7 separate regions of the Mus musculus genome follow, and all the other regions are linked to region 4. The links are chromatin contacts, called in public Hi-C and promoter capture Hi-C maps. All regions are on one chromosome and are shown on one strand. The core of a region is the stretch at or near the end of the contact, and the rest is flanking DNA. Distances in the headings are between cores, read along the strand shown.

Evidence for each region. Promoter capture Hi-C pulls out the DNA fragments that hold promoters and counts their contacts. Hi-C and Micro-C count contacts between places; a contact is called where the count stands out from the background.
Region 1: a contact with region 4 is called in a Hi-C map of CD8 T cells, with 5 times the contacts expected there. The contact joins the promoter of Ier5 here to the promoter of Rnasel in region 4. A contact is called at or near these places in 2 of 39 promoter capture datasets (the 3T3-L1 cell line and liver), 2 of 484 Hi-C or Micro-C datasets (CD8 T cells and muscle stem cells), 1 of 115 datasets of contacts at active chromatin or transcription factors (pancreatic cancer cells) and 2 of 9 other capture datasets (adipose tissue and liver).
Region 2: a contact with region 4 is called in a promoter capture Hi-C map of pre-B cells, with 6 times the contacts expected there. The contact joins the promoter of Edem3 here to the promoter of Rnasel in region 4. A contact is called at or near these places in 2 of 39 promoter capture datasets (the C10 cell line and pre-B cells), 1 of 484 Hi-C or Micro-C datasets (CD4 T cells) and 1 of 9 other capture datasets (adipose tissue).
Region 3: a contact with region 4 is called in a promoter capture Hi-C map of liver, with 2.2 times the contacts expected there. The contact joins the promoter of Stx6 here to the promoter of Rnasel in region 4. A contact is called at or near these places in 4 of 39 promoter capture datasets (embryonic stem cells, liver and stem cell-derived epiblast-like cells), 1 of 484 Hi-C or Micro-C datasets (CD4 T cells), 1 of 115 datasets of contacts at active chromatin or transcription factors (embryonic stem cells) and 2 of 9 other capture datasets (adipose tissue and liver).
Region 5: a contact with region 4 is called in a promoter capture Hi-C map of neutrophils, with 5 times the contacts expected there. The contact joins the enhancer-like site here to the promoter of Rnasel in region 4. A contact is called at or near these places in 2 of 39 promoter capture datasets (neutrophils and pre-B cells), 1 of 115 datasets of contacts at active chromatin or transcription factors (embryonic stem cells) and 1 of 9 other capture datasets (liver).
Region 6: a promoter capture Hi-C map of the 3T3-L1 cell line shows a contact between it and region 4, with 2.5 times the contacts expected there. The contact joins the promoter of BC034090 here to the promoter of Rnasel in region 4.
Region 7: a contact with region 4 is called in a Hi-C map of B cells, with 6 read pairs. The contact joins the promoter of Acbd6 here to the promoter of Rnasel in region 4. A contact is called at or near these places in 1 of 39 promoter capture datasets (neutrophils), 2 of 484 Hi-C or Micro-C datasets (B cells and regulatory T cells) and 1 of 115 datasets of contacts at active chromatin or transcription factors (astrocytes).

Annotation. Positions count from the first base shown.
Region 1 is chr1:155,098,079-155,102,035 of GRCm38.p6, reverse strand. Ier5 (immediate early response 5) reads left to right here and starts at 2,400. Exons shown (of 1, transcript NM_010500.2): 1 at 2,400-3,957. The coding sequence starts at 2,606. The coding sequence ends at 3,532.
Region 2 is chr1:151,753,737-151,757,355 of GRCm38.p6, reverse strand. Edem3 (ER degradation enhancer, mannosidase alpha-like 3) reads right to left here and starts at 1,982. Exons shown (of 20, transcript NM_001039644.2): 1 at 1,629-1,982. The coding sequence starts at 1,789. 2810414N06Rik (RIKEN cDNA 2810414N06 gene) reads left to right here and starts at 2,338. Exons shown (of 2, transcript NR_151475.1): 1 at 2,338-2,513.
Region 3 is chr1:155,156,847-155,160,851 of GRCm38.p6, reverse strand. It overlaps Stx6 (syntaxin 6), which reads right to left and starts at 2,149. Exons shown (of 8, transcript NM_021433.3): 1 at 1,925-2,149. The coding sequence starts at 1,959.
Region 4 is chr1:153,747,254-153,751,054 of GRCm38.p6, reverse strand. It overlaps Rnasel (ribonuclease L (2', 5'-oligoisoadenylate synthetase-dependent)), which reads right to left and starts at 1,629. Exons shown (of 9, transcript NM_011882.2): 1 at 1,448-1,629.
Region 5 is chr1:155,049,309-155,053,194 of GRCm38.p6, reverse strand. All of the region lies in intron 2 of Gm41980 (a long non-coding RNA gene), which reads left to right. Among named protein-coding and RNA genes, the nearest start is that of Gm41979, 3.4 kb to the right of the region's middle. Within about 2 kb of position 1,909, at least 166 of the 459 cell types and tissues checked have an H3K27ac peak or open chromatin away from gene starts, as enhancers often do. A contact at or near this core is called in neutrophils and pre-B cells, where this site is marked.
Region 6 is chr1:155,242,913-155,246,407 of GRCm38.p6, reverse strand. It overlaps BC034090 (cDNA sequence BC034090), which reads left to right and starts at 1,876. Exons shown (of 10, transcript NM_001370865.1): 1 at 1,876-2,222. The coding sequence starts at 2,179. Gm31102 (a long non-coding RNA gene) reads right to left here and starts at 3,279. Exons shown (of 4, transcript XR_878641.3): 1 at 2,929-3,279.
Region 7 is chr1:155,555,945-155,559,660 of GRCm38.p6, reverse strand. Acbd6 (acyl-Coenzyme A binding domain containing 6) reads right to left here and starts at 1,541. Exons shown (of 8, transcript NM_028250.3): 1 at 802-1,541. The coding sequence starts at 1,023.

The DNA of each region.
Region 1 (3,957 bases), core at 1,151-3,650, 1.4 Mb before region 4:
GTGTGCAATAAGCATCCTTTTCTCACAGTGCTCTAAGAGGTAGGCACTACTATTATCTCTGTAATCAAATGAAAAAAAAAAAGACGGAATGACAGAGAGGCAAAACACTTTTCCAAAGTGCTCTTCAGCAAGGAAGAAGTGGAGCTGGGACTCCCACTCCAGTAGCCTGTGCTTGCAAACATCTGTTTACAGTGACTTAAAAGTTCTCACACTTTTCCCAGTGGAAGTCTGGTAAGGCCTGAGGCCTTGGCCCTTCCAAGATGCTTCGGAGCCTTATTAGGACTATCTGAAAACCCTACCATTTCCAGGTTTATCAGAAAATTTGGGTAGGAATAGAACTGATGTTCTTTGTTTTTGTTTTAATAAAATCAGAATGCTCAGTGGGAATAGTGATGCACAACTTTAGTCCCAGCACTGGGGAGGCAGCGGCAGGCAGATCTCTGAGTTCAAGTCTAGCTTGGTCTACAGAGCTAGTTCCAGAACAGGACTACAGGACAGAACGAAAAAAACCCTCTCTATAAATAAATAAATAAATAAATAAATAAATAAATAAATAAATAAGCAGGCAAGTAAGTAAATAAATAAATATTTTAAAAAGAAGCGCTGATGAAACAAACAAAGCTTTGAAAGGACCAGGTCCTGAACCTGCCCATGGCTATCAGACAGCTCACTGACTCCACCCCAGACGGATCGTCAGTTGGCCTGTAAATTTAAGCGAGCTGTGTTAGACAGGAACATGGGATATGTCTGTACACTCGTTCAAGTGCTACTTACTACGCGGCATCGATAAATCTGTCTGTGAGATGCAGCATTACCTGATACACTCTCACTTGTAATGCACTGGGCCCCATCAGAGCCTCACTGGTCTGCTCTTCTTAGGAAACCTGAAGATGAAGTAGGGACAACTCTGTTGCTTTAAGGGTGAGTGGTCAGGATCTAGATGTGGTCTTGGATTTCAATACCCAATAAATATTTGTCAAAAAATAAAATAAAATAAAAAAGATTTTCCAAGAGAGAAAACGGAGAAGAACCTCATGCTATTACTGAACATATGTTGCTGTTGCTACATGTTATAATTATTTTCTCTCCTTCTCTATGTGGGCTGAGAATTCCTAGAAGGGAGGGACTCTGGGCTTCAGTTGTAGCAGTAATAGTGGCCAAAGTTAGCATCCCCCAAACCATCAGATCTGAAGGCATCCTGGTTGTGAACTGGCTCTTAATCAAGCCTACCTCTCACTAGTATTTCTTCCATGTAAATGGCCAAACCTATTGTAGGGTCAGGCAAACCTTTCACATAGACACCGTGTAAGCTGTGGTTAACTTTATTATTTAGATTGACTCTGAGAGTTGCCATTTATCTTCTGTGTAATAAAGAAGGTGTATCTGTGATTTCTTCATTTTATATTTGAAACTTCAGGGCCATAAGGCAATTTACAGAGCCATCAGGCACCAGTACAATCTTGTCATGGTCCTTCTGACAGGGATTTGCAAGACTCAGTGGATGGGACTACATTGACTGACCAGAAAAATTTTAGGAACCCTCCCCCCATACTTGACAAAAAACAATTTACATAATCAACATGGGAAACCAGAACTTATTTGTATTTTTAGAACTTACTAGATTTCCCCCAAAATAGATCAGTTACTTATTGTGTGTGTGTGTGGGGGGGGGGTATTAAACAAACAGACAAACAAAGAAAACCATTGTGGAGAAATAGGTAACATCTTCCATTTAAAATATGTGATAACTGAGAATCTGGGGAACGAAATGAAAGATGCCAGCTTTAGGTGAGAACAAACAACGTTGTACCTGAATTCTGTTCCTTCATAAGGCAGAAGCTTGGGTATTTCTAGAACGTTCCCTTTTGTTTGTAGTTAAATGCTGAGTATAACGCTAATGGGAAAGGGGCTAACTCCAACATAATATCTCAAATATATCGTGCTAGTTGTCATATATTGTCATCGCTTCCATTTCTGCCAAGAATGACCAGAAATTACAGCTGAAACAGCTATGAGCAGCTGGAAATTGTGTATGAAAGGAACTGAATTTTATTGTGCAGTAGATTCCAGCACACTAAACGAATGAAAGTTCCAGTCAGTGTGCTAAGGTACATCACAAAGCGGAATCCCTTACTACATACAGTTCTGTGGGCCTCGTTCTCCTCTATCAACGCCTCTGAACACAAATCCCACCGCACATGATCAATGGGCTGCCTGCAATCTCCCCCTTTAAGAGCTTGCTCCGCGGGACTAACGTTTGAACAGGCCCTGGGGCCCCTCCTCTGCCTCTGATTGGTCGGGGGCGGAGCACGAGGCACATCTGCCCGCCCAGAACGGTTAGCGGCGCTTTGTGATTGGCGTTCGAGGAGCATATATAAGGTGCAGTGTGGCCCCGCAGCGCTCAGTTTAGAGTCCGGCTCAGAACGGTTCTGTTGTCTGAAGGGAAGCGGCGGAGGGGGACTACGCGTCACCAGGTCTTTTCTCCACCGAGCTTTCAGACGCCGAGGGTACAACCACAGAGGAAGACCTGATCCCGCCTACAGCTCCTCTCGCAGCTTCAGAAGGCAAGCAGGCGTTCACCCTATCGTCTGGAAGCGAAGGCAGGATGGAGTTCAAGCTGGAGGCTCACCGCATCGTCAGCATCTCCCTGGGCAAGATCTACAACTCGCGGGTCCAGCGCGGCGGCATCAAGCTGCACAAGAACCTCTTGGTGTCGTTGGTGCTGCGCAGCGCCCGCCAAGTCTACCTGAGTGACCCCTGCCCTGGCCTCTACCTGGCTGGCCCTGCGGGGACCCCGGCGGTGCCGCCGCCTCAGCAGCCTGGAGAGCCTGTAGCCGGGCCACCCTCCGGCTGGGGAGAGCCGCCCCCGCCGGTCGCCCGTGCCGCCTGGCCGGAGCCCGAGCCTCAGCCGCAGCCTCAGCCTCAGCGTCCCTCCGTGTGCCACACGCCCGGAGCGGGAAGCTCAGAACCGGTGGCCGCGGTGGCCGGATCGGGGGAAGCTCTCCGGGGCGGAGAGGAGGACTCGGCGGCAGCTGCTTGGGGCCGCGTGGAGCGTCCGCGCGCGGCGTCTTCAGGAGGTGGCTCGGACGCGTGCCCCGAGGGGCCCCGGGCAGTGCGCCGCCCGTGCGGCTGTCCCCCGGCCGTGGAGGAGCGGTCCTCCGAGGACGGGTCCCCCGCGCCACCCGCCCCGTGTCCCAGGAAGCGTGGCGCAGCGGGAGTGGGTGGCGGCCGCGCGAGCTGCTCGGCACCCGGCTCTACCCCTCTCAAGAAGCCGCGCCGGAACTCGGAGGAGCAGCCAGTCACCGGCGAGGACGACACCGACGAGGAGATGGAGACCGGGAACGTGGCAAACCTCATCAGCATCTTCGGGTCTAGCTTCTCGGGACTCCTACGGAAAAGCCCCGCAGGCGGCCGAGAGGAAGAGGAGGCGGAGGAGGGCGGCCCGGAAGCCGCCGAGCCGGGGCAGATCTGCTGCGACAAGCCGGTGCTGAGAGACATGAGCCCCTGGAGCACAGCCATCGTGGCCTTCTGAGCCCCCGGGACCCGAGTGGCTGGAGCTTGAGCAGCGGGAGTCCCCGAAGTGCGGCCGGGGCCTCTCCCGGCCGCGAGGACGAGCCGAGACCGTAGGCGCTGGGCGCGTAGGGGAGACTGGTTGCTGCCGGGCAGCACATCGCCCCAGAAGGGGCAGCCCGGCTGGGCCGTGGCTCTCGAGTCTCATCCTGAGACCTAGAGTTGGAGGCTTATTGGAAGAGGACGATCGATCGTTAACTTTTGTATCTGTGTGTGTCCGTGTGTAAGTTTGTCTTGTGTTGAGACTGTTCTGTGATTCTGGAATGCACCACCCCTTCCCCGGGGCTTGAGACTTTGGGGGTGCAGACAGGGACTTTCCTCTGCCAGCAGCACAGAAAAGGAAGCTGCAGAAAGGCTCGAGGAAGGGGAGTTCCCCGTTCGATCTTG
Region 2 (3,619 bases), core at 733-3,232, 2.0 Mb after region 4:
CCTGGGGCTGGCAAGTCAATGACTCATATAGAAATTTTAATAAGAATGTCAAAGAAAATATTTGCAGCCATAATAGAAATACTTCCCCTCCCCCAAATCTTAAGGAAGTACAGCACTGTACAGACTGTGAACTGTGAGATCAGACATAGGTTAAAAATATAAATGTAACCAAAAACCACAAACCTGACCCGCTTTGAGACTCTGAGCAAGTTAACCCTGAATCTCAATGTCCTCATTTGCACAGTGGAGATAGCATCCACCTCGCGATGGAATAACAGTTTTAGAGATGGCATGAGTTAAATGCCAACAAAGTGGGAACATCATTAAAATGTCACAAAATAATACATTAAACTTATAAAGGAAAAGGCAAGAGTCTAGAATTCACTGGTAATTTTGTTTGAATAGATAACACTTCATCTTCTTTTACTCACATTTTTATTTGCTCTGTGATTTAAAAATTAGTATAGTTCTTTTGCAATGGCGGAAGTAAAGAAGTATCTACGTCAGAACCTAATGGCTCCACCTCCCTTTGTGGGATAAGTTACCTGTTATTTTTTCCTGAGTTCAGGCAACTATTTTTTCTTATAAAATAATATGCTTTCTATTTATATATTAACCTACAACTTGCTTTAGTACAGAACTCTTTCTAAATGTATGACACCCCCCCCCAGCCTGTTCTGTTCTGTCAAAATGCACCCCTTTATACACTTATCTCTAATTGTGTCTTTACTTCTGTAGGATAGATTCTCCAGAGAAAGAAATGAATCAAAGAGCAAGCACAATTTAAAATTCTGGAGTTGGTGTCAATAAGTCACGTGGTTTACATCCCCACCAGTTTTCTCACCTCTTCACTAATCAGCAGTGCATTCTAGTGTTCTGTGCTAACCTACCAGACAAGCAAAACCCACCCACTTCACTGTTTTAATAAGCATCTTTCGCAGTCAACTCGCCGTGCTACTGACAGGCACACATTTCCTCTCCTCTCACTTAACTTCACGGTTTTGCCAAAATCCAGAGATTCTCCACTTCGTTCTTAGTCACTTGTGCCACTTCGGATGTATTCGAATTACTGGATTAAATGCTATAAATAGTGTTTTGGAACACTTTTAAGCCTCATAAAACTACTCTAAGGGGGTACACTTAATCGAGGCCTCTGAATAGCATCAAATCGCCTGCTCTAGCTCACAAGTGCCATTTAGGAAAGAAAACACAGCAAGGGGGATAGTGAAGTCTGAAAAGTTCAAGTTCCGGTGAACGCCCCTTTTCCTTTAACAGGTGTAAGCACCGCAACATTTTCCCGCTGGGAGCTCACTTGGGTGAGACATCCAACCCTGCCTCCGCCACCCAGGCGGTAGCCCCTCCACCAGCCCCTGACATGGCAGAGGCGCTGACACAACACTACATATGTCACAGGCTGCCCAGGAGACACTCGACAGCCCCCGAGGTCACATCCCGGGGATCAGCTCCCATCGTCCTGGACCCCGTCCACCGCACCGAGGTCCTCCAGCCTCACCAGCTGTTACAGTCACCACAGAAAAAGTCCACAGTGCGCCGGGGGCGCAATGACAGGCACCTCCACTGCTGGCAGCCGCGCGAGGAAACCCACCCGGACAGCCACGCACCCTTACCCAAGCTTCTGCTTCTCTTCCCTACTCATGGGCGCGGCCCCTGCCGTGCACACGGACGTGGCCAACACCAGACAGAGCGCGGCCGTCGCTGCCACCAGGCTCCATGACGCTCGCTGGGGGACCCGGCACCCACAGCCCCGGCAGCCGCCGGCTTTGCTCATGGCCCCGCGGTTCCGCGCACGCGCAGCTGCTACACCGGCACGGTGGGCCACATTGCGGGCTGCCGGCGGCGAGGAGGCTGCGAGCCGTGTCGAGGGCGGACTGTGGAGTGAGGCTGGCGGCCGCCGGCGCCAAACTGTTTGCCGAAGTCACCGAGCCGGTCCCCCAGCGCCAGCGCTGCCACCACCCTCCGCCCTCCACGGCTCGGAGCACCGCCCCCAGCTTTCCGGTGTCGTAGTCTAGGAAACCGCCTCTCCAAGGCTACTTCCGGGTAGAGCCGAAGTGAGATAGCCTCGGGACCAATGGAGACAGCCTCGGAGAGGGGCTGGCCGCAGCTACAGGACCTAGCATTGGCCCAGAGAAGCGGGACGTGGACAAAAGGCGGGACTGGGCAGGGAGCTGTCCCTTCGATCCACCTCCGACCCCAGGAGTTGCCACCTAGGAACTACTAGTCCCAAGGTGCACCGCTTCCTCCAGCTTGACTACAGACCTACGCGCAGGCGCCTTGCTAGATTTCTGCCTAGTAGCGCCCTGCGTTCTGGGACTTGTAGTCCTATTCTGTAAAGGCCACGCAGGTTCCAGGCGTTCTGTGTTCCGCAAGACCTTTGGCCAACCCTACCTCGTCGGTGGGCTGCCCAGTCCTTGAGACTCGTGAGTGCTTTGCCATTCTCTTCCTGAAGATTTTTTTTTTTTCCTGAGAGCTGACAGAATGAGACTTGCCCCCAGGTCGGTACCGAATGCCTGGGTGAACAGTGAAAATATTCTTCTGCCCTCGAGAAAATGACAACAAAACAAAACAAAACAAAAACTAGGAAATGAACAACAGCTAAATGACTCGAACCTTTGACGACCATGTGAGAGTTTTACTTTCATTAGCGCATATACACAACTCTAATATGTATATATCGTCCTTCTACTTTTGCACACGTAGCTTGAACTTTTGCACAAAGGCTTGGAAGAAGTTAGCAAACACTAATCTAACTCCTGAATTACTCCTCTAATTCAGTACCCCAGCAACTAAGCAGGACACTCAAAATGAAGGAGGCCAAGCAAAGCTAAGAACGTGATTAATAATAGTTATCTTAAAAGCCCATGAAGGAAAGAAGTGTACAATGCAAAAGTGATTTTTTTTTTTTAATTTAGTGAAGACTAGATGTTGTAATGAGTTGCAATGGCTGATTGGCAGGCTAACTGTGGGTAAAATGACAGGTGGGTTTCTCTTGCAAAAGCACATGTCTTTCTTTTGTGCCACTTCAGCAGGTGGCGGCAGAGTTGAGGAGCTTGGATGTGACCTCTGTGGCCACAGTAAATTTCGTATTTGTCCGTTCAGCAATATCGAGCTATCTGAAACCTCTTGCTTTTAATGCCTCACCACTTAAGTCTTATCTCTCTGACCATCCGGGTTACAAAATAACCTTTCTTCCTTCTCTCCTCTTTCAAAAACGCAGGTGTTTCCTGAAGGTTCTGTTTCGACTCCTTTGCTTCTTTGTACTCTCCGGGTTTCGCTTTAGTGATTTCTGACACGGATTAAGTCACCTTGTTGCTCGGATTGATTTCTAGATTTATATCTGTCCTGATCATTGGCCTTACATTCAATTTCCTTTCTGTCTGGTCCAAGAGAAACTCAAGTGTAAAATTATTTAATGCTTCAGACCTGTTTACTCACCCTCTTCTTTCCTAGTGTCCAACCAGTGGGTAAATCACCCAGATCCTTATCGCTACTATCTTTCAGACCATTGCCTTTCTAGTCCACATTTTCCTAGTTCCAGCTCTCATTATCTCTTTGCTGAACAGTTGCAACGTCCTAGTCTCCTCTACACTGCCACAGAGTA
Region 3 (4,005 bases), core at 900-3,399, 1.4 Mb before region 4:
TGTGTGTGTGTGTGTGTGTGTGTGTGTGTGTGTGTGTGTGTATGTGTGTGTGTGTGTAAATTCCTGCAGGTGGGTTCTGGGGATCAAATTCAGGTCATCAGGCTTGGCTGCATGAGCCCTTATCTACCAAGATATCTCAGTGGCCCTCAATCCTGTTAATAAAATGATGTTCATGGATATGCTATCACACATCCTGAGACACTGATGTGGCTGGCTTGTCTTTTCTCCTGCAACAAGTGACCGAGGACAGTGTCCTAATAGAGTAGTAATACCTAGTCAGCAAGTAAAGTAAGTGCTAGTAGACTTGCAGGGGTAAATACCAATATGGCTGAGCAATAAAGAACTTTCCATGTTTCCCTCAAAGGCGAACAGAGAAATCCGCTGGTTACCTCTGCTATCTACTCACTGCCAGAGATAACCTTTGCAACCTGAATGTCAAAAACTTCAGTTCTGGGGCTGGTGAGATGGCTCAGCAGACAAAGGTGCCTGCGGCCAAGCCTGAGACTTGAGTTAGATCCCTGAGACCCACGCAGTGAAAGAGGAGAAGTTCCTGCAAGTTGTCCTCTGATTTCCACATGCATGCCACAACATTCACTTACCACTCCACAAAATAAGACAAAAACCCAAGAAAACCCTTCCATTCAAGGGAAAAGTATACAACTCTAACTCTAAATTTAAAAACAAAACCAACTAAAATCTTAATCAATTCCATAATATAGAACACAATTTCCAGGTAGGCAGATTTTACTGTTAAATATATACCTTCCTATTCCCCGACTAAATTAAAGCAAGGCAAAAGAAAAACCCTTTTAAGGAAACGTAGAGACAATCTTAGCCAAGCTGGCCTTTAATCCCAGCACTCAGGAAGCAGAGGCAGGCAGATCTCAGTGAGTTCAAGGGAGTTACACAGAGAAACTCTGTCTCAAAAAGCCAAAAAAAAAAAAAAAAGCAGTCATAATATATTTGATTGTGCATTGACTGTACACACCAAGGATAGTAAAGTATCTCATTTTAAGTTTCCCAGGACTCTTAAATACAAAAACAAACACCCACACAACTGGTCAGCTTTTACCACTATACAAGTAAGATGCAAGTAGCAACTAGTTAAAAGCAAAGAACACTTTGCAGTCAGTAGAACTTACTCTGTCTTAACTTCGCAGTTCTCAGATTTTTGACATTTCTCTGACATTCAAAGCATAAAACTGACACATTATTAGAAATAAGTTGCGACATCATAATTGCGCTTTCTTGCTTTTGTGTAATGGCTACAAAGTTGATACAACAAAGTGCAATTGATGTTTTCATCTCCCAACAGATAAACAAAGATGGAGTCAGGACAGTTCTGTCGCAAAACGAGGGCAGTAGGCTTCTAAAAAGGCAGAACGTGAAGTGAGGGAAACCTGTCAAACACCCAGGATGAAACCAAGGAGTTCAATAGAAACACTCATTTCCTTCGACACGGTGGGAAAACCCCGGTGGCTCACAAGAAACCCTCGGAAAGTTTGGTTTGGCTGATTGCATATTGTTTTCCTTCCAACATCAGCACCCGGCCTGGAGGACTTTTCCTCCCCCGGGAAAGCGCGCGTCCTCCCGCACCGGCTCCCGCACCCGCTGGACACTACCGGGCAAGCCGCGGGGTGGCCGTCCCGAGCTAGCTCCACGACTCCACAATGGAGCTCGCCCCCGCGCACGCCCACTCCAAGAGGGCCATTTCCCTTTTCCTGCCCAGATGCTGTCGGCCGGCTCCGGCGCGTCGCTCCCCACCTGCGGCGCGCGACCCCGAGGAAGTGGCGGTGCGGGCCGATAGTGGGACCCCAGGGGCCCGGCCCCAAACGACGCGCGGTGTCCGAGCACAGAGGCTGTGTCGCCCTGCCTCGATTTCCCTCCCCTCTCTCTGAGGCGGGAGTCCTCGGCCCACACTCACCCCTTCACTACAAAGAAGGGGTCCTCCATGGACATGGCGCCCGGCCCGGCAGCCCGAGCCCTCCCTGAGGTCTACCGTGGCCAGCGCCTCGGCCGGGGCGACCCGGAGCAGCAGTGCGCGCAGACCCGGGTGCCCGTCGGCCGTCGGTCCAGCAGTCGGTCAGCGCCGCGGGTCGAATCCCACTCCAAGCCGGCCCCCACGGCAGCCTCCTCCCCCGGCACCTCCGGCGTCTGGCCCCGCCCCCAGAACCTTCGCCACTACCAATCATGGACGCGTACCGCAGCCTCACTTCCGCACTCAGGCTCACGTGACCCAGATCGCCCAGGCCCTGCGCCGGAGAGGGGCGGAGCCTAGCTTGCGTCACTAGGCCCGAGAGGCGGGGCTCTGGATAGTGGGGGCGGTCTTCTGCTGCCTGGAGAAGGCAATGAGGATTTTAAGAAAGCTGTTGCTGTGTCTGATTTGCATAGACCTTTTACCTTTTCTCTACTTTTAATACTTGCTTTTAACTCCCTGTGATTTACATGCCCATCTAATCATCGTCTTGCACTAAAGGATTCTCAAAAGATCTGATTATGGTAAGGTCTTAGGTCATGCAGTGTGTAAAGGCTGTATAAACATCCTCAATCAATACTCTTTTGGAGGACGATCCTACTGTTTCTAATTTGTTAGAGACTTCATTCTTTCCTGTACAGGGTCACACAACCCCAGACACACAGATCCACAGATCCCGGACATTTGTACTTCATTCTGAAAGCAAAGAAGGAGCCAGACGGGATCACTTCCTTTCAACTACGATTGCAGAACATCCAGAGCATTTTATATGGCACAATTAGACACACTGTGCGTAACTTCTTGGATGAGAACTGTGACCTTTGATTATTGATAATCACTGAGCAGTGACTGAGCATTGGACAGGATTCTAAGTTATCTCACTGTCACATTCCTATTATTTATCATCTTCATTTTATGAATGAGCTTGGACTCCGAGAGGTTACGTGACTTAGCCAAATTCTTTAGTCTCCTTGGAGCTTGCATCAAACAAATTCCCTTTGAACCTGAAGTCCCCCATTCAATTCCTCATCTTTAAGATGTAAGGTGGTGGTGGCACACACCATTAAGACCCGCACTCAAGGGGCAGAGGCAGATGGATCTCTATGAGTCTGAGGCCAGTCTGGTCTAATGAGCTAGTTCTAGGACAGCCAGGATGTGTAGGGGTGGAGTAGGAGGAATGTTATGTGAACTCTGAGGCCCCAATGCCGTCAGGGACCCCTGAAGGAAGCTGTTGTTTAGAGGACAGCAAGAGGACATGATAGAGGAAGGGAGGAGAAGAGAAGTGAGAAGCAAAAGTCAAAGACGCCAGGCTTCTCTGAACTCCTGAAGGAGCGGTGGGTGGCAGGTGTCGGGAAGGGGAGCTGCCGGGAGAGTTGCAGGCTTTGGCTACCTACCTACTGAAATTCAGAGATAAAATGTTCATTGACAATGGCATGTAAGTGGAAGAGCAGATGAGCCTGATCCTTGAAGGTCAAACCTCAGCTCTGCTAGTCCCAGAAGCCGTGTCAAGCCAGGTTCTTAATTGTTGACTGTCCTGTCTCTGGATGGATACCATAGTAACATCTTTCTCCTACAGTGTACAAAGTATTGGCAAAATCCAGCACACCTGAGCTTCTTTACTCTGCTCAGGGCACTAAGGACTCCGAGATGAATACTCTTGTCCCCAAGGAGCTCCCAGGCCTGTGGAGAGGAGTATTCAATTCCAGATAATGAGAGGGCACAGGTAACTGGAGAAATGCACAGCCTAGATAGCAGAGCTGAGATACCAGCGTATTTTGTGGGTGTGTGGGGCTGGGCTGGGAGGCTCCTAAACAGTGGCTAAAGGCAGGAAGGATCAGTGATGTAGACAAGCAGGGCAGCCTCTCAGGCCAGAAAAGAGAGCTGGGGTAGAGGGGTCAGTAGCAGCAGGGAGATACAGCCCAACACTGTGGCTACCAGTCATTCCTTTGGGTGTTACAGACCTCCACTGGTGCATGGCCACAATCTTGCCTATACCACAAATTTTCAGGATAAACTATGGTGAAGTCAAG
Region 4 (3,801 bases), core at 380-2,879:
GTCTTTTGCCAGTGATGACTGTAAGTGCTGCTTGGACTACAGTAGCTTACTACAAAATTCCAAAGCTCTGGGCAGAGCTTGCTCCTGATGCAGAGAAGGAATGTGTGTGTGTGTGTGTGTGTGTGTGTGTGTGTGTGTGTGTGTGTGTGTGTGTGTGTGTGTGTGCATTACATGCTGTGTGTGTTTGGGCAGGCTGATGGAGGTCAGAAGACAACTTTGGGTGTCAGTTCTCTGCTTCTTCCTGTACACCCTTCCAGGGCTCAAACTCAGGTCACCGGGCTTGTCTGGCAAGCACCTTTGCCTGCTGAGTCTCTAAGTACATTTAAAAGAAAAGGCGTATAATAAGATTTCTAGGTATGAAGTAGTCCCTGGCAGTCCCTATTCCTATGGGCTTCGTGGGTGCCTCGATATATCCCGCCGTTTCTGGTCTGTCTTCCTGTGTGCTATTTTGCTACCTGAACAGATAATAGTAACAAGGATTATGGTGGTGGTGGTGGTGGTGGTGTGGCAGCAGTTATGCTAAGGACAGAAAACATTTGTATAGCTCTTGAGTGTACTTCAGGAACTGTTCTGAGCACTTCACAAATACCAACCCAGGGATGCAAATCTTGTGATAGCTACTGCTTTTCACCCCCACTTTACAGCTAGAGAATCCAGGGAACAAAGCGGGTAAGTAGCTTGCTGTGCTTTGGAAACTGGGCTACATCACAGAGAAGGACGCTCCTGCCTTCGTTATCATTGAAGCCAGATGGGGAACCAAACAACTGCATCTTGTGCTGTATCTTATGATGAAAACCCCACAGGGAAGAGTTAAGCAGATGTGGAGGGGCCGTTAGAGTACTGGGATGGGAGTCCCTGAGACGCAGGCAGTCAGTAAAGTGTTTCCTTTATGAGTTATGGGAGGATGGGGTTTACTGACTTTCCCCGTGGCCTGTTCAGCTTGTTTTCCTTCTATAACTGAGGACCACCTGCTCAGAGGTGACACCACCCACATTGATTATTAATCAAGAAAATGCCCCCCAGGAACATGCTAACAGGCCCAGCTAGTGGGGACAATTCCCCAGTTAAGGTTCCCTCTTCCAGGTGACTTCCAGTTTGTATCTAGTTGAGAAAAACTAACCAGCTGTCCGACCACCACAGCTCTGAGCTGGCACTCTAAAGCTGTTCTGTTTTTGACGGCCACCTGAGCCACAAGTCACGTATGAGTCATCGAAGGGTTACTAATTGGAGTGCCTACACTGTTACCTTTAACCTAGACTGTTAGAATTAGGCACCCAGTGCCAGCCCAGAGCAGGTGACATTAGTTTGTCCTGAGCAGACGAAGTGACAAAGACTCCTAGAGAACACTGGCTCTCCGCCCCACCCAGAGCAGCTAGCTTGTGTTCAGGAAGCTTGCCTGTCATAAACAAATAAGAACTCCGCCCAGAAACCTCTGAGCCTTGCTTACATACGTGATCCTGACAGGCTTGGGGTGGCAGGAATGATCTGGGGTGCGAGGAAACAAAGACTCGTGCGCAACTGGATGCTGTTCGGAAGCAAGAGAAATTCCGCGAAGGACACTTTCACTGTTGTTTTCTAGGAACCAGACAGAACAAAGAGGAGCTTTGCCACAGAAAGCAGAAATCACTCAGATTAGCCAGCAGAGGGCGACGTTCAGCTACTTTTGGTCTTCATTCAGTTCCCTTGTTTGTGTCTTGTTCCCCCAAGGTCATGGGATGGCTACTCTAATTGTTGCCGATTTCCATGGGGTTGTTTGTGTCTGGGGGAAGTAATTCATACCGCCGCTGAGCGGAGCTGCCAGGGCCGTCTTGCTCACCCGTATGTGTGTTCCCTCATATTTAGAGTTGAGCCACAGTTGATATGTTGGAGAATAGGTTCCGCTTACAAGAACCAGCTAGTCCGAATGGGTCGTTTTGAAAAGCTAAGTTTCATTTCCCGCATCCTGGAACCTTCTCCCTAGAGAAGAGCTTTAAACAACCCAGAGCAGACCCCGGAGTCGTTGAAGATCTAACCGATTTGTAAGAGGTAAGGCTGGCGCGCTGGTTTGTTACTTTTTATTTATTTTTTATGATTTCCAAAGCCCAATTCTAAAAATGATTTGAGGCCACTTATAATACAAAATGTGCCTATAATAAAATCCTAAACTATAAACACATAAAGGATGAGAGACCCAGTAATTAACAGAGGAAGGCATCCATCAGATTCCACCAGAAAACTCAACTCTGGATCAAGGCCAGGGCAGGAAGTATAAGTCCCCCTTGTGAAGAAAACACAGTAATTCTTTAGCTGTCACATCACGTGAGCATGGGGGGAGGGGCACCTGGTACCAGCTGTCTGCTTTGGGGAGGGACAAATGCTGGGACAGATCTGCATGGAGGAGGACAGATCTGTATGACAGGAGAGTCTAAGACAGGAACCATGACTTCCCTTGGACCATCTTGAACCAAAGATCTCTTCTGGGTGGGATTTAAACTTTGAAGGAATAATTTACCAAGGGTAGACAGCAGGCACAGGAGTGAGTGGGAAACCTGGACTGGATACACGGAGAGGAAACAAACGGCCAACGCAAATGTAAGGGCATTTTCCCTCTTCCTCCTGAACCACTTCCCACTGTGGTATCCTCGATCCTTCCTTTGACCAAAAAGAACATCAGACTTCCGGCTCACATCCAGACTCGCACTTAGCTTACCAAACCCTTCTGGGAACTTGGGTAGAAGCCAGTGCTGTAACGTTGTACCAGTAGAAGGTTGACCTTCTCCTATCTGCAATGTGTGAGTGGTCTGGGCTGGCTGCTATGCAGCTCCAGCTGACTGGTATCTCTTTACATTTATTGGAGTGATTCACATAAACGCTCTGGCTTCTATGTCTTTAATGTTATAGGATTCTTACAGGAATTACAGGAATTAACATATGCCGAGTATTTAGAGCAGTATCTGCCGCAGACAAGTGTTTGCTGTTTTTGAGCATGTCACCAAGCCGTCTAACACACACTTTTCACACATTTTCTGTCATCACAAAACCTCTCTGAAGCCAATACTATTTATAGTCACATTTTATAATACAAAGTGAGAGCCTGAGAAATTGAGAAACATACTGATTAGCAACCTGCAGACACCAGATTAAAGTCAGTCGTGTGGCTCTAAATATTGCTCCATGCTTTCTGTGAGCTGTCCTGTGAATGGCTAAAATGAAAATTCTCCCTTAAATGGGTGCTTGATGTAAAAAGAAAAAAAAATTTTTTTAAAGATCCACAGATTCTTGCTTTACTCAAAGTCTAAGTCAGTGCCTGAATCTGTGACTGTGCCAGTTAGTCTCAGCGGTCACCTGATTGCATAGGATATTAGCAAAGAGAAAGGCTCTGGGTGGGTCTCTGAGAGTATTTCCTGCAGGCGTAACTGAAGGGTGAAGCCCCTCCCCTTGAGTGTGCAGCATCTTCCAGGTACTGCCAAGATGTGAGGGGAAAGGCTGCAAGCTTTGCCTGCCTGCCTTTGTCCCCTGAAGGTAACTCTACCCTGTAATATAGCACCTAAGCCCCTTGCATCTCTCACCCTTAGCATCAACTACTTAACTTAGGATCGGATACCTAACTTCGGCCTTCTCTTTCTTCTCCTGGACCAATTTCAAGCATTCTATCTGCCTTGAATTTACACCTCATAGACCCTGGATCCCTGAACAGTCTCTTTAACTAAGACCTTCCAGATTGGAAGATAAATTTTAGCCCTAAAAGAACTAAGGAAATCTTGCCATAACTCCTATAGACACTGACTGTGTTAGGAATTGTGTTAATAATTCCAATTTCAT
Region 5 (3,886 bases), core at 660-3,159, 1.3 Mb before region 4:
CGAAAAGAACTGTAAATCCATTGGCATTCACATATGCTAATGAATGCCCGGATAGAAAGCACAGGGATGCCTGCACACTTCAGCAGTGTGACCTTGGTGCCACAAGATGGGATGACAAACGAATAAAGCCCGAGTCCCAACAGCTAACTTAGAAGCGCATTCCTGAGCAGACAAGCAGAGGTCTGGAAGAGAAAAGAATGCAGCTGTGTGGAGGGGCTAAGGGTGAGAAGGAAGAATGGATGAGCAGGAGGCAAAAGCATCCAGCCCTTGGAGATTCTGCCTTGGGAAACGATGCGAAAGAAGTGAAATTACTTCCGAGATAGGAAAACAATCCGTTTTCACTCTCAGGAATCAAGTTACCCCTCCTTCACTGACTCAATGGGCTGGCTGTGGTTTCAGGAGAGCCCCAGACAGTCTAGAACAAAGACGTCTTGCTCAGCTTTGCATTTCAAACTTGATTCCCCCCTCCCACCCTGCCCGCTCCCTAGCTAGTGAATGCTTAATATTCTCAGAGCCTGGGTGCTGAGAGAGAGAGAGAGAGAGAGAGAGAGAGAGAGAGAGAGAGAGAGAGAGAGAGAGAAGGCTTCCCATTTTTCAAGGAGATCCTTTGTCTCTATCTAGAAGTGCAGCTTGGGCACTTGAGAGAGCATAAAGCAAAGCGTTCAGTCTCAGCACTGAGAAGAGTTAATTCAGGAAGAAAGGAGCTTAGGCCCCGAGGATAGAAGACTGGAAAACCTGGCAGGAGGCTCAGAAGACACGAGGAGGAAGGTGCCATGGGCCCTACCTGCTACCCAGAGCCTCAGGGTGGAATGTCAAGGGGGTAGTAACAGCCCTTCACAGGAAGTAGGAAGTTGAGAGGCTATGCTCCACTTCACATATGGGTCTCTGTGACTCCCTCCATGTCTTTCCATAGCAGCCTAACACTTTGGAAACACAAGCAAATTGTGCTTCAGCAGAGAAAAGGGCTTTGCTTTCCTGTAGCTTGCCTCAGACTAAACTTTCCAAGTGGTCTCTGGAAATACATAAGGAGGCTGGGTGTGAGGAGTCAGGACTCTGTCATGAGCTTATTGGGCCAGGGGGAGCCCTTGGCAGCATTTCCAAGTGGAGATCCAGAGCTGGGTCCTGAGGGAAGATAGGGCTGAGCTCAAGGAGTCTGGTGACAGGGAGCAGCTAGCCAGCCAGGAACATTTGTTAGGCATTGTCTGCACGCTGGGAACAAGTCATGTGTGTCCCAAACCCAGCTGGACAAGCCGCAGGCGAGGATGTGGCTCCGGGACAGCATGTGAGACGGGCATTTAAGGGCTTTCATTCACGATAAGGTCAAACAATCCCACGGCATACTGAGTGTGATCTGGTCCGGTTCTCCTGTGAGCTGGTTGGCTGGCTTCTGAAGGTGGTGCTGCTGCTTCAGTTCATCACAGCTCATTGGAGCCGCACTTGGAGGTTGAACAGACAAAAACAGACCTCACACAGAGACACAGCGGTGAGAAAAATCCACAGAGGAGTAAATAGAGAGACCTGAGAATGCAGTCTGGAGAAAGGGCATTTGGGGTGACACCAGTCCTTTATGGCTCCCAAGAGCAGAGACAGTTCATGGACCATATAGGGACATTTAATCTCCAGTTCTAGCAAGCTGTCTACTGATCTGAAGCTAGCACATGCTGAACCAGGAGACTTCCTGGATTTGGTACCTCCAAGCAGAAGCCAGGACGCTGTGTAGGAGACTTGGGCATCTGTTTTGGTCACAAATCTGGACAACCTTCAAGTCCCCAACCCACTTACCCTCACCTTAAGACTTGATGACTGCCGAGTGAAATTCTAATTTTACACTTGCTGACTCAGAGGCAGAGGAGGATCTAGCTTTGAGTCAGAGCACCCATGTGGAAAGACCTCACTTCTTGGAGCTGGCTTCGAGCGTGGCTCTACCACTCACCAGCTGGGTGCCCTGGACAACTCCCTTCACCTCTCAGATCATGGTGTTCTGGTTTGTAGGATGGAGATGTTTGCCCAGGGTTAGGTTAGCACTTAGAACATCAATATAATAAAAGGTTAAGATGTGGCAGATTGTGTGAGAACTAGAGGAGCTTCACCATGCTATAAAACCACGGGACTACCCACGGGGCTTGTTTTCTTATTCATCAGAGCAGATGATAGTGTGAGAACATTCAGTTTAACACAAAGGCAAGGCAGATGCTGATGTAGGGTGGACGGGTTCTACCTTGAGTTGTCATAATAGAGAAGCGGCTTGGGGAGGGCACTTAGGACTCAGCTGGAGCAGCAGCGGCCAGGAGGAAGTTCTCACTAAGGCAAGATGGTCTCCTTTTGCTCTGTTCTCGAGCGTCTAGTTCAGCTGTGGAGATATTTTCACTCTTTAGCGAAGACAGTGGTCCATATCTGCCGACCCCTAGGTGACATCCAATTTGGACCAACTTGTGGCTGTGAAGTGGTCACAATTGAAGGTTTCAGTTTGTCTCAGCCTTAGCCTGCTCTTACACGTATTCTCCTAGCCTCGGCTTCATCTGGCTTAGCCCTTTCCCGTTTCTTGCATCCCAGCCTTGTCCCTGTGAGCCAGCTCCTGGTTCACAAGGAGGAAAGAAAGATTTCTGCCTCTCCCCAGGACCCTTGGTTGGTCAGCTGGGGTTGCTGGTGGGGTTGCTGAACAAGGCAGGCAGCCCCACATGGCGTGGTTGTGGGCAAGAAGCTGATCTGCACTGTGTGGGGGTGGGGACTGACGAGAACAGGCCCACAGTCCTGCCCCCCCCCCCTGCCTTCTGGCTGGAGGAAGTGAGTCCAGCCTGGGGCCTCAGCAGCTGAATCAGTGGTTCTTGGAAGGTGATGATGTCACCGTGACATGGCTGTTCCCCTCCCCCAGTCAAAGTCAAAAGGAGAGTGAGCGACACAAGTTTCTCAGGCAGAGGCCTGAAGCTCTTAGGGAAGTCTGTGTTCACAGTCTGTGCTGGTCCCTTGATGCTACCTTGGTAGCCATTGTCATCCTTGGACTTCCGCTCTTCTCACCCTTGTCCTTTTCATCATCCTGTGTGCTGGAATTCTGGGAAAATATTGATGATATTTTCTTTTCTTTTTTGGGGGAGTGGGGGGGAGGGGACGGGCGTGTCTAATGTTTTCCAGATTGGCATGGACTAGCTGAGAAATTGAGGATGACTTTTTATTTTATTTTATTTTTATTTCATGTTTTGCCTGCTTTTATGTTTCTGAGGGTGTTGGGTCCCCTGGAACTGTGAGCTGCCCTGTGGGTGCTGGGAAGTGAACTCAGGTCCTCTGGAAAAGCAGCCAGTGCTCTTAACTACTGAGCCATCTCTCCAGTTCCCTGTGGATGACAGTTTCTAATCCTCCTGCCTCTACTGGAGTGCTAGGGTTTATGGACGTGACCACATGCTGGGGAGAGAACTCTTGGGTGGTACATGCTCAGCAAGCAGTTACCAACAGATCTACACTGGCAGCCCATCTTGATGATTTTAACCGTTTCCTGTCTTTGTTCTCCCATATGAATAGATGCACAAATCATAGAATATCATCTTGTCTGGCCAGGTGTGGTGGACTTTTTGGGATACAGAACTATCATGTCCTCTTAAAGACAGCATGTGAAAATGTATGCCTCATTTCCAGTTTCACATCTTTGCCTTTAAAAAAAAATTAATCACTTCTTACTGTTAGGGGCCGTGTCTCACTGGGCTGAGTGGGGAAATGCTAAGCTGCCATCTTTCCCCTGTCAAGGGCTCCCCCATTACCTCACTACCTCATGGTTGGGAACGTGGTGAGAGACTGGAGATGGATAATTTTCTCTTCTTAGGTGTCAGCTGCTGTAATGAAAGCCAACAGCATTCTACTGTGAGGCTCTGGGGGAACCCAGCTGGGCTGGCTAGGC
Region 6 (3,495 bases), core at 627-3,126, 1.5 Mb before region 4:
ACTCCAACACACACACACACACACACACACACACACACACACACACACACACACACACATACACACACATACACACATATACACACACAAACACACATACACACACAAACACACATACAAACACACACACATACACACACAAACACACATACACACACACACACACACACACACACACACACACACACACACACATGAGTGCTGGGAACCCAACTCCAGTCCCCTGCAAGAGCAGCAGCAGGTGCTCTTACTGAGGCATCTTTCTAACCCCTCGATCTGAATTTTCAAAAACGAAATATTTCATGTTCTGCTGCAGACGCCAACCACCACACTCAATATCGTGTCCGTCGGGGGTTCTTGAAGACCTGCCATTTACCAGCTTTGTTCCGATTGGTCACCTCATTTGTACAAAGGGACAATAGTTCTGAATCTTGAGGTTGCAGCAAGAGGCAGCCACTCTAGGGACTGAGTTGTCAGTGTATGGTGATCGATCAGCACTAAACCAGAGCAGAAAGTGCCTTGTGGAGGAACTTACTCTGCGAACATGGCAGGAAGACGCTTCAGACCCTGCTCCACAGAGCCGTGAGCCTTGAACCTGCTCACTTACACAGGGTTTGCCCAGGATAAACCCCTTGGTTCCTAAACCGGTCCTGGGCCAATCTACTGTCAGTTTCCCAGGGTGCGGCTCAGACCAGATTGCCTGCCTCGGTGTTCCCTCCCCCATCCAGCTCCCTTAAAGGGAGATAGACATCCTTTCTGTTTCCATGGGACTCGGTTTGAACCCAGGGCCTCTTGCACAATAGGCAAATTCTCTACACCCATCCCTACATCCTCAGCCCATTTCTCCCCTTTTCCTTTTGAGAACATGTCTCACTAAATTGCCTAGGCTGGCCTCGAACTTGCAGCAGGATCCTCCTGCTTTAATCTCTGAACAACTGGGACTACAGGATTACACCCGCACAAGGGGTAGAACTGCCCTCTCTCTCCTGTGCTCTGCTAGGACCTTAGCTTTGTGCATCCTTTCCAGTAGCTACACCGGCCATCTAGCAGCACAAAAGATTAAGTAAGTGAAACTTGTTGGCCAAAGAAAGAAGAGAGACCACTTTCTCTTTTCAGAGACGTCTGAAATGTCCTGGTTCTTCTTACTGTTCCTTTGGGGGTAGGGGAATAGTCAAAATGGGTTTGGACATTGGAGAGACTTAGTCACCTCCTGGTTAGAAAGAGGAAGCTCCATGGATTTGGGCACAATTGCCAGCCATTTGGTGGCTCCTTCACGGAGGCCTGTACCCAGGTCTGTTCGGGAATCCTCCACTGCCCCAGAAGCGGTCCCTTCCCCAAGCAGCTGGCAATGCAGGCCCAGCTCTTGGTGGCTCCGGATGAGCAGTCAACGCCAGCTTACCCCAAGGCCTCAACGAACCTTGAATGATCTTGACCTAAGAGGGCGCCCAAGGGTGATGGGGCGGCCCTGCGGAGAAGCCCACCGACCCATCCCGAAACGTTCTCCACACAAAGTCCGGTCCTCAGCTTCTCGCTCCAGCGGAGCCGGTGGAGTCGGCTGAAGCTTGTCGCCTTTTGCGCTCCGGCTGCGCCCCCGAGTCACCCGGGCGCCCCTCCGCTTTCGCGCCCGTGTCCCCGGGGAGGGAGCTGATCGGCGCCCGGGACAACGGCCCCGTGGCAGCCAGTGAGCCCCAAATTCAGGGCGCATCCTCCGGCCGTCTAGGCGGCCCTGGCTCCAGGAGTGGAGCGGAGCCGAGGAGGCTCTGGGCTCCCGGCGTGCGCCCGGGTCGAGTGGCCACGACCCTGGGAGGCCGCGGGAGGCTGGGGGGTGGGGACAGGCCGAGGTCGCGGCTCCTCCAGCCCCTTCCGCCGCCCCTCCTCTCGCCTTCCTCGCCCTCTCTTCCCAGGCCGGCCCGCGAGGCCGCTGGCTGGGCCTTTCACCTTCAAGCAAAGCTATGAAGTAGCGGTCGCTACGGCTCCAGGCGCCCAGCGGGGCCAGGGGCGCCGCGCACTCCTGCCAGCCCGGCCTCGCCTCGTGGGACCCGGGGCGGGACACGCTCCGGGGACGAGGCCTGCGGGCCACACTCCCGTCCGCCCGCCCGAATTCAGGGCGAGTCCGGCCCGGGACTCTGCAGCGGCCCCGGACGGGGAGAGTGGGGCAGGGCCTCGCCTCTCCGAGGGATGGAGGGGATGGAGGCGGCGGCCAAGCCCGCGCGCCGCTCTCAGTGAGTACCGAGAGGACCCGGGCGGGGTGGCGGGGCACACCCGGGGACACCCGACCTCCGGCCGCCGCAGAGCTGGAAGGGTCGTGGAGGCTCGCCCTTCCTGTCCATTTTCATTCCAGGTTTTTTTCTGAGTTAGAGCATCGGTGCTAGGAGTTACGACATCTTCCAGGAAGGTCGTCCGGAGGCCTTCAGTCCCGACTGTCTCATTCCTTAAGGTCTGCGGACAAGTCTAGAGCGAAGCTCCAGGGTTGACCCATCAATTTTTCTAAAAGCTCACATTACAACCTGGGCTTCTGGATTGGATCTCAGAGAAGAGGTAGCTGAGCCACAAAGAGAAACCTAGTACATTTTCGATCAGTGATTCTCAGTCTTAATGCTGCGACCCTTTAGTACAGTTTAAGTTTATCATGTGGTGATCTCCAACCATAAAATTATTTTCGTTGCTACTTAATGACCGTAATCTTGCTACTGTTACGAATCATAATGTGAATATCTGATATGCAGTATATCTGATATGCGACCCCGTGATGCCAAGAACCGCTGCTCCAGATGATCTAGTAGAGAAAATGACTTCTACTATCCCTAAACTTCACAGATTTACTGCTGTGAAATTCTGTGTTATATATGTATCTTGCTTCATAAAATATGTATATTCTGAAAAACATGTTAATTTAATAATTATAATGAATTACTTTAAGAGACTTACCTTTAAGAACATCTTATGGTGGATCCCTATTGTGAGAAGGGAATAATTAACCTCTAATATATACTCTATGCCCAAATTCTTACACGCTGAGAGTTTACTTCCTATGGGACACAGGTAGACTAGGGTGACTTCTGAGTGTTCTGAGTAGTCACTAAGACACAGTAGCTTATACAGGGAGTAAAACAGTTGTCACGTCATTCTCTGTAAAGCTATTGGAATCAGCCAGGCCACCAAGGGGCCGTATAATTCTAGTGAGTCTTGGGACCTCTGCGGACTCAGGTCTTACCTGAGAACAAGGGGTGCGGTTAAAGGCTCACTGTTCTCGGAGAGTCCTGGCTTGGAATGGAAAGGTTCTGGTTACAAGCTTGTCTCCCCCAGGGCATCTACGTGATGTAATTTCTCTATGCCTCAGTTCTCCATCTGTTAAAAATAATATTTTTATTTATATATTATATAATAAATAAATATCTTTATTTATATAAAATAACATTCTATCACAGACATAATATAAATATATTATTTTAGAGAGTGTTGACATGTTTGAAAAGCCTTTGCTTGACATAGAGC
Region 7 (3,716 bases), core at 292-2,791, 1.8 Mb before region 4:
AGTGTCATGATGTTCTTTCATCTTTGCATTCTCTATAGACAGAACACCCAGTGTTCTGCTGAACTGTATCTGTCCACTGAAGGAAGGCAATAGTCTTTCCTTCTGGTACCTAACCTTGAAAGATAAATTAGTCTTATGTTTATAACTCAAACCTGTCCTTACTTTATCGGGTAAAATTCAGTTTTAGAGACAAAAACTACACTTTAATTCTGATATATCCATGTAACTTTCTAAACTGCCTACTCCCCTGGGTTTTCTATTTGGAAATGAAAGTGATTCAGGAAGCTGAGTGGAGAGTTAGTTCATCACCAGACCTCCATGTTACCTGCATGGAGCCCTTAATTTTAAAAATGTGGAGGGACTATATCTAGCAGGACCAAATTCAGCCAAAAACATAACAACTATATTTAGAGTTCCTAAGAATCATAATAGTAATATTGTTAGCATCTTATACACAGTAATGTTCTCTTAAATTTCAAACTTATTATTAACATTACCATGTTTCCTATCACATGTCCTTCTGGCAACAGCGAATGCCAAATTTTATTTTATCATCCTCATTTTGTAAAGGTTCAGAGGCAAGGCCACTGAAACATTGTCATTCAGTGCCCGGCTACATAAATATTCGTTGGATATCAGAGAGATTATTCCATGTCCAGAATGATGCTATTCTCCAGGGTAAAAAACAAAAACAACAAACACACACATACAAACTTCATTACGCTCGACCATTAGCCACGCAATCTGCTACTAAGTTTTTGGAGGAAACAGCCCACGTCCTCTCATCCACCCATCTTTTACCTGCTTGAACCTGGCATACAGGTACAGGAGCTGCTCCCGGCTGGCTACCTGAACCAGGCCTTGGACGTGTGCGGCAGCCTTCTCAAACAGCTCGGCCAAACTCCGGGTCCCCTCGGCCTCGGGGGTCTGGAAGGATTCCATATCACCAGAGTCGTCCCCGGAGCTCAGTTCCCCACCGCTGTCGCCTGTGGTGGCCCCCGAGGGTAGGAACGGTGTGGCCATGTTCACTAGCTCGCTGTGGCCGGTCCTCCCCGGTGTGGCGCGGGTTCCCGGGCCTGATCCACCGGTCCGGGTGCGGAGCTCGAGCGGGAGTGGGAACGCAGTGAGCTGTCTGGCGGTCTCAGGTGATTCTGCCACTCCGCCTACCCGGGCGCACAGGACCGCCCCGTCCTCCCCCGGTTTCCCCTCGGGCTTCGCCCGGGTCGCTCCAACGGTGCGGGGTCTGGAGGCCGCTCGGCTGGAAGATGAGGGGAAGCCGGCGGCGCGGCGCGTGCGGCTGGGACGGGAGCTGGGAGGTGAAGCGGGGCGCGAGCTCGGCGGGTCGGACGCGCACCCGGGCACGCGCCGGTGGATACGGGGCCCCGCCTGCTCCGCTAGCGTGGGTTGCGGCGGCCGCGGTGCGGGATGGAGATACGGGCCTCGGTGACAGACAGGGGACGTCGCTCGTGGTTTTGGGGGGGACTTCGGAGTCACAAACTCCGGAACTCACCCGGATAGGGCCCCCAGGGGAAAGGGAAGGAGGCGGTCCATTAGTGTAGCTGCTAGAGTAGAGTCGCGGGAAACAGAGAGCTGAGGACAAAGGTTCCGCCGTTTCCTAACCACCCACTCTGACTTAAAATAGCGAGTCACCAACAGATGGAAACCTTCCTTCACTGCCCCACCGTGTGTCTAAATGGTTAGATGACTCTCTCCCATCAGTGTTTTGTTTTCCAAACTTGCTGCCCCCTCATTTCCCAGCGCTTTGAGAGAAGGCATCACCAGGCCCCCAAACCTGCATCATCTCATCTCAGTTGTGCCTCACCAGGCCCCCAAACCTGCATCGTCTCATCTCAGTTGTGCCTGTGCTTCTTGAAGTGAAACCCAGTTCTATAGCTCTGCCGGAAAGGAACAGATCTTTCCACGTCCAGCACACTGTCAAAAAGAAAAAGTGTATGCATACACAAAGTTCATTACGTCTACACGCAGACCGTGTACATTTGCTATCAGTTTTTACGAAAAGCACGTTTTGGTACTCTCTCCTGCAGGAATTTGAGAACCCCAATGTGGAATGTCGCTTGAAGAAACTGCTCTCAGTTTTTGGGGTGTCTCACATCAACTGTGTGTGTGTGTGTGTGTGTGTGTGTGTGTGTGTGTGTGTGTGTGTGTGTGTGTGTGTTGTTACTAGTAGTACTAGTAGTGGTGCTAGTAGTAGTAGTAGCTTTCACCAACCCAAAAGCTAAGAATGTCGTCAACTATCTTCTTGGGCCTGTAGGAAAGTTTTCCCCGTCTCAGTGTTACTGCTTCTCTGTGTACCCGCCAATGTATTTTTAGTTTGCTTTGATTTATGACTTTCTTTGTTCTGTAAAACTATGAAACTGTTTCCACATTGGAACTTGGAATTTGGGGTAACCTAAATTTGTAGTCACTCGAAGTGACTCCAGAATAAACTATTATTTATCTTTAAGATGAGTGTGGTGATTTGAGTAAGAGTGGCCCCAATAGGCTCATATACTCGAACGCGTGGTTATCGGGAAGTGGTACTACTTGTGAAAGATTAGGAGATAGGGCCTTGTTGGAGGAAGTGTGTCAATGAGCTTTCAAAAGCTCAACCCAAACCCAGTGGCTCACTCTTCCTGCTCCCTGTAGATCTGAGATGTACACCTCTCAGCTGCCTCTCCAGCACCACGTCTGCCTTCGTGCTGCCATACTTCCACCATGATGAAAATGGACTAACCCGCTGAAACTGTAAGCCAGCCCCAATTAAATGCTTTCTTTAATAAGAGTTGTGGTCATGATGTCTCTTCACAGCAATAGAAACCCTAACTAAGATAATGAGGGATGTGATTTTGGTATCAGCAGTGGCTAGTATGTTCTAAATATGGTAGAGACACACACTCATGTGTAGTCATTTATCACTAGTAGCTTAAAACTAATAAAAACACTAATAAACATAAGGCTAATAACAAAGAACTACAAAGAATGGTTATTGATTGACCATTTAGGATTAAACTTTCAACAGAACTTTGAACAGGATAAGTGAACAATGAGAAACAGGAAGAAGTTAAATGGCTTGGGTCTGACTTTCACGAACATTCTTTGAGAATAGAGAATGTTTCCACTATTAGTCCCTCCACAAAAGGAAAAACAAGGACAAATGCACACCTTATAACATGCATAGTGGTTTGAATAAAACTGGCCCCCATAGGCCGGTAGAGAATGGCACTATTACGAGGTGTGGCCTTGTTGAAGTGGGTGTGGCCTTGGGTGGGTGTGGCCTTGTTGGAGGACATATGTCATGGGGTGGGGGAGTGGGAGAGTTGTGGGGTAAGGGGTGGGCTTTGAGGTTTCAGAAGTTCAAGCCAGGTCTAGAGACTCACTGTTCTCTTCCTGATGCCTGTGGACCCAGATGTAGAACTCTCAGCTACTTCTTCAGTACCATGTCTGCCTGCGTGCCACCATGCTTCCCACCATGATGATAATGAACTAACCTGTAAGCCAGCTCCAATGAAATATTTTCCTTTATAAGAGTTGCCATGATCATAGTGTGTCTTCACTAAGACAATGTGATAACTGGAAGAAATAGGTCAGCAGAGTAGATTAAAAGGATACACTTAGTTCTACCTTAAGATGGAGAGCAGACTTTATTGATCTGATGTTGGTGCCCCAAATCTGAGGAGACAGGAGACTGCCGTGCAGGGTCTGGGATCCAGCTTTTG